Linked DNA regions of Zea mays: region 1 is linked to region 2. A link is a contact called in public Hi-C data. All regions are on one chromosome and are shown on one strand. The core of a region is the stretch at or near the end of the contact, and the rest is flanking DNA. Distances in the headings are between cores, read along the strand shown. Region 1 holds the start of LOC100284980. Region 2 holds the start of LOC103627615 (transcription factor bHLH49).

The links. Hi-C and Micro-C count contacts between places; a contact is called where the count stands out from the background.
Region 1: a Hi-C map of leaf shows a contact between it and region 2, with 6 times the contacts expected there. The contact joins the promoter of LOC100284980 here to the promoter of LOC103627615 in region 2. A contact is called at or near these places in 7 of 25 Hi-C or Micro-C datasets (bundle sheath, ear, endosperm and 3 more).

The regions. Positions count from the first base shown.
Region 1 is chr5:209,203,558-209,206,257 of Zm-B73-REFERENCE-NAM-5.0, forward strand. LOC100284980 reads left to right here and starts at 1,368. Exons shown (of 2, transcript NM_001366709.1): 1 at 1,368-1,717; 2 at 2,378-2,700. The coding sequence starts at 1,431. The coding sequence ends at 2,408.
Region 2 is chr5:209,022,567-209,025,541 of Zm-B73-REFERENCE-NAM-5.0, forward strand. LOC103627615 (transcription factor bHLH49) reads right to left here and starts at 1,678. Exons shown (of 6, transcript NM_001301516.1): 1 at 1,383-1,678; 2 at 1,059-1,286; 3 at 795-929; 4 at 381-692; 5 at 213-294. The coding sequence starts at 1,640.

The sequences.
Region 1 (2,700 bases), core at 118-2,617, 180 kb after region 2:
TTGTTTTTTAGAGAAGTATTCTACGTAACAATGTAGATCCAGGGAGAAAGTAACTTCTCTGTAGCCTGTGTAAAAGTTCAACTAAACATTGTGCTCAACTTACAGAATAAATATGTGGCAGCAAACAAAATTGAAGAAGCTAGAAGGGTTCAACCATTTGAAAAAAAATGATATATGTACTATATTCTTAAATTTTGGTTAAGTTTTTCCTGGATAATAGTTAGGGATGAAAACGGTCGGAAACAATATCTATTCGGTAATCAGTTTTTTCTTTGATTGCGAATAAATAGGATATAGAATATACAATACAAATTTGTATTCTTATTTTTAATATCCAACTTGTTAAGATTCATAAAAGGTAAACCTCAAATTCATCCTACATTTTCTCAAATAATAGATATAAACTTCGGTATGGATTCGGAAACAAATTCGGTAATTTTTTCAACTTTTTGTGTTGTAGAGAACAAATAATACATAAAACAACTTATATAATATTTTATTCATATTTGTACTAATGTGCTTGATAACATAAGAAAAGATCAACATCAAATTTTATACATATCTATTTTAAAATATTAAATTTGTTCTAACAGTTCGGATTACCACTTTCATCCCTAATAATAGTGTTGTTTAGATCTCAGAAGGGTAGAATTCTAGACTTCCATGTTCTCTTGGGGCCTGTGTCCAACAAAGTTCTATTCTATCTGCCGATACATTGCTGAATAAAAAATCCAGTATGTCACGATAACACTAAAAGGGGCTGATAATTGAGATGGATTGGCCCAATTTATTCGTTGATCAGAGAATGCTATATCTATTTTTTTTTTCATATCTTTATTCTCTGTCCATTAGTTTTTGTAAGTGCTTTGAATAAGTAACCCTACCCTTTCTGGTCCAATAAAAGATTCTCTTTCTCTAATTAAGGGAAGGCCACATATAGGCATATATATGTTCAAATGTCTGTTAACTTCTACCGAGTATGATATCATACTAGTTAGAAGGTTCTGATCAATATGAAAGAAATAGAACTGAAGGTAGTAGTGAAGACTGACCCACTTCTTATGGACTGCGCATGCAAGAGAATCTTTTTATGAAGATTGGACGCGTAGGAAAAGAAATAAAAAGTTCGCCATCTTCCCCAGCAAAGCTGAGGTTCTGGTTACTCCTCTCCCAACAACTTGTAACACATTGGGGAATTAATGGAGGCTGGAGCAATGACACCTCTTGCTCTTACTCATATGGCTTCCTCCGTCCTATACAGAATTGCCAACTTGTTCTGTAACCCCACATCTACTTGGTATTATTCGATGCTAGCTCCCTCTATATAAAGAGCACTCGCTCCTTGATCCAAACAGACACAGGCAGCAGCCATTGCTTGCCCTGCATCTCTCCTAGCTAGGTGTCTTCTCTTGCTGAGTGAAGATAAAACAATGGGTTCGTCCTGGACCGAGAGTCAAAACAATCTCTTCGAGCGTGCGCTGGCAGTATATGACAAGGACACACCAGACCGCTGGCACAACGTTGCGCGGGCAGTCGGCTGCGGCAAGACAGCCGAGGACGTGAAGAGGCACTACAAGTACCTGAAGACGGACGTGAAGCACATCGAAACCGAAGAAGGCGGCCGAGGATCCCAGTCCAGCAGCCCTGCTGGTGCTGGTGCTGGTGGCAGTGGAAGCAGCAGCAGCAGTTCTTGGGGCAGGGACAACGGTGACAAGAGGTAGTAGAGTGTAATGCATTGCTCTCTCTAGCATCTATCTCTGCTCGATCTATAAGCCATTGCATTGCATCGTACATCCTCTTACTGCGCTGTCTAGCACGCTAGCCTTTGGTACGTGCAGTATAACTGTTGCTTCTGTTTTCTTGATGTATTCGTTACTCACTTACTCTTCGTTCCATTGTCCACCTGGACTATCTTTTTCTAGATCCCTCTAATCTTCAGCATGCCTTTTTTCTAGCTTGTTCCTTCTGTTCCCCCCTTCACTCGCCTTTTAAACTGTGTGCATGCATGGGCTTGACTATTGACTATCATTGTCATATGCTTTCACATATAAAACCCCCACCATATAAAACCCTATTAATTACCTTAAGACCTTATTCGGTTGTACTAGATCAAAAGGGATTAAGGACGAGTAAATATATTTTTATTCAATTTTAACTAGCAAGAGATTTAATCCCCTTCAATCTATTCCTAATAACCGAACAAAGCTCTAGAGGCGTTGTGCTTATGACATGTTATAGGTGGGGGGCTCTTTAATTTTAACTAGTGGTTTCTTCTGTTGTGTTGCATGAGAGTGCATATACCGAAACTAGCTTTCACATCTTTGCAATATTCGGCCAAGGGATAGCAGTGACCCGTCGTTGTGGTTCCTTGTTTCAGGATGACGAGGCACCCCAACCAGCCGCAGTGAAGTGGATGTGATCTTGGAGAGAGCCTTATCTCTAGAGCCTAGAGCAGCAATAGGTCCACATAAGAAACAAACAAACAAACAAAAAAGGAGACATGATGATTGGTGCGCTCTCTAGAGATGTTAACTAAGGGGGTGTTTGGTTTCTAGGGACTAATTTTTAGTTCCTACATTTTATTCCATTTTAGTTGCAAAATTGCTAAATATAGAAACTAAAATTCTATTCTAGTTTCTAAATTTGGCAATTTATAGTCTAAAATGGAATAAAATAATGGGACTAAACATTAGTCCCTAC
Region 2 (2,975 bases), core at 428-2,927:
GTGCTCATTTTTGGTGGAGTTATTTGATCGGCAGCCAGTTTGAGTTTTCTGTGATGGCACGTTACGGCCATTATGAACTCTGAGCTTTAAACATGTTCAGGTTGGCGTTGGGGGGTTCATTTTTACCCTGATCTAACCACTATTGTGTTCTTTCATTTCACAAGAGGCGGCAAAGTAACTTCTGGCTTGTTCTTGAGGAAGCAGCTACTCACTTTCTACCGACTGAAATTGTGCATCAAATCCGCTGAACAAATTCTGGGAGCCAATATCCCAGGCAGCAGCAGTTCCATTCACCTGCAGAAAGCACAAGGCACTCGGTTCAGTTGAGGGCTTCAGAACGGGAGGTAGCGGAACGGAGGACAGCTGACTTAGCTACATACGTTGAGGCACGGCTCGATGGTCGACGGTCCGGCGGCCACCGAGACCGACGGGGCAGCCGACACAGGGCAGCTTGCGGCGGCGGGCGCGTACAGGTTGCTGAGGACCATGTCCAGCGGCCCAAAGCCAGTGGAGCCCGCCGCTGCAGACGGGTGCACTACCTGCTGCATGGGGCTCATGCTCATCTGAAGGCAGGACGGCTCCAGCTGGCCGGCCGCCGGGCCGCACGCCTGCTTCAGCTGGCGGCCGAAGAGGTCCTCGACGATGTCGAAGCTCACCACCGGGTTGGAAGCGGCGATCTTCATGGACAAGAACTGCGCGCAAGGAGACCCGGCGGTGAGCGATCGCGGAATAACTAGCTGGCTAGCTGGGAGAAGCGGGGAAGATGAAGCAGGACGGTGCCGGTGGGTCGGTACCTCGACTTGCTTCTGCAGGGACTGGACGTAGTTGATGATCTCGTCGAGCATGCCGGCCTTGCCCGTGACCTTGCTGCACCCGGGCACCAGCTCCTGCAGGTACCGCATCCGCTCGCTGATCCTCTCCCTCCTCACCTGCGCGCCAATCCATCAGGCCATGAGTTCTGACGCACGCGGCAGGGTCGTCGGTGCCCACGAACGAGCAGAGCAGCATGGAGCACGCAAAAAAAAAAGTTTGTTCAGTAATGCGGCTGTTAATATTACCCGCTCGGCGAGGCTGTGGCTGTCCGTGGCCTGGCCGCGGCGGGCCCGGACGTGGATGTAGTCGGTCTTCTGGCCGGCAGCCGCCGCCGCCGCCGCAGCCTCGGCCTTCTTCTTGGTGCCAGCCTTTGGCCTCTCCTGCTTCCCTTTCCCGGGCGCCGCCGCGATCTCAGAGAGGCCAGACGGCTGCTGCTTCCCTCTGGGTCTCTTGTTCATGCCGTTCGCACCACCCTGCCAATTTCAGTTTTTTTTTTGACACACAACTGTCAGTCAAAGACTTGACAATTCAGCAGAAGCAGCACCGCCGTCCATGCCTGAACCTCTCACCTTGGCATCGAGGTACGCGTCCGGCCTCCTCTTCCTCAACCCGCCGCTGACGCTGCAAGAGGAGGAATCGTTGCCGTCGCCGGCGCTCGGCGTCGCCACGGCAGGCGGCACGGCGAGATTGGCGCCGCACATGGCGGCACCCAGGTCCGGCCACTCCTGGAGGTAGCCGAAGGCGCTGCACATTGCACCGAACTTGTCGTCGTCGAGGTCGAGCAGCCCCTGGCAGAGGCTCTCAACGGTCCCCTGGCACCGCGCCATTATTACCAGCTGCTTCCCCCGGAGACGGGATCAACTCCGAGTGTTAAGGCTAAGGGAAGGACTGCGGGACAAGCTTTGCCTCAGCAGCTCGGTCGTGAGCCACCGATGAGGAGTGAATCGAAGCAGCGTGGTTATGTAGGAGGAGCGTGTGGCGTGGGGGAGGGTGGGTGAAGGAGCTTGCGCGTCCCTTTCGCTTCTCTGCCCTCCTGAAAAATTTCCCAATCCATATATATAGGGAGAAGGACGGGTGGATATAGATAGGGGAGCCCGGCTCCCTTTCGTTGGGGTGGGGGTGATGGTACTTGGCCGTGGGAGATTGAGATTGGATTTGGCCCTCCCTTTAGGTGCGGTGCGATCATGTGAGGTAGGGCTGGGGCTGGGCACGGTGGTGTGTTTCAGCTGGCAATATTGTAGGGTCCCAATTTGCCCGGGGCCGAGTGCCTTCAGTTACGCATAAACTGCAACGCATCAGGGCATCCCCAAAGCCAGCTTTTTTTAGCATCTTGTAATTCATGCATAGGCATCTTCAAAATTTCACGCGTTCCATACGAAGCTTTCGATGGAGATCGGGGAGGTATGAAAAGAGTGCAAGCGGCAAAGGCTTCTCTTTTGAGGCTCAGGAATGGCTGGGGAAGAACTAGTATCAACTACTCAGGGTTGGCTTCTAGCTGTGCTGTGCGTGTGCAGTGTTGCTCACAGCCATTCTGAATTTCCCCTGATGGTGATGCTGCAAAAGGACGGAGCCTGCTGCAAGCAATAACAGCTTGGACAGCTCTATCTCCTCTGTTCTGGCCTGACCACACGTTATCTGCCACGTCAGCTTTCCAAATTCCACAGTAACACGTATGTACGTGTTGGATCTCTCACCATGTTGCCTCCTTCGGCAAAGCCAGCCAACCTCGCCACGCCAGCGGGGAGGCCAGCCAAACTGTCTCTCTTCGTTAAGCAAGGATAAACCTTGAAAGCATGAATAACAAGGCAGCGGCGGATGAAGGGACCAAAGCACCATGAACTTTGCTCCGCTGGGCAAAGTGAGCACCGGCAAGGAATTCACAGCGCCCTGGACTGCTGGTAGATCATCATCCCAAAACAGAGCAGGGACAAAATGGTCGGTTCACGTGGTTGTAAAAAATTAAATGGATTAAGTTGGCTACAAATGACTGTTTTATCGATTCTCAGATTGTAGCGAATATTATGTCGAAGCCGCCGGAAACGAGCTTTATAATAACAAAAAAAACTGGGCTCATATCTTCAAATACAAACATATCATCTTTTTTTTTCAATAATCATAATTTGTTCTGCGAAAATGAAAATGAGGTGGCTTACCATCTTTTA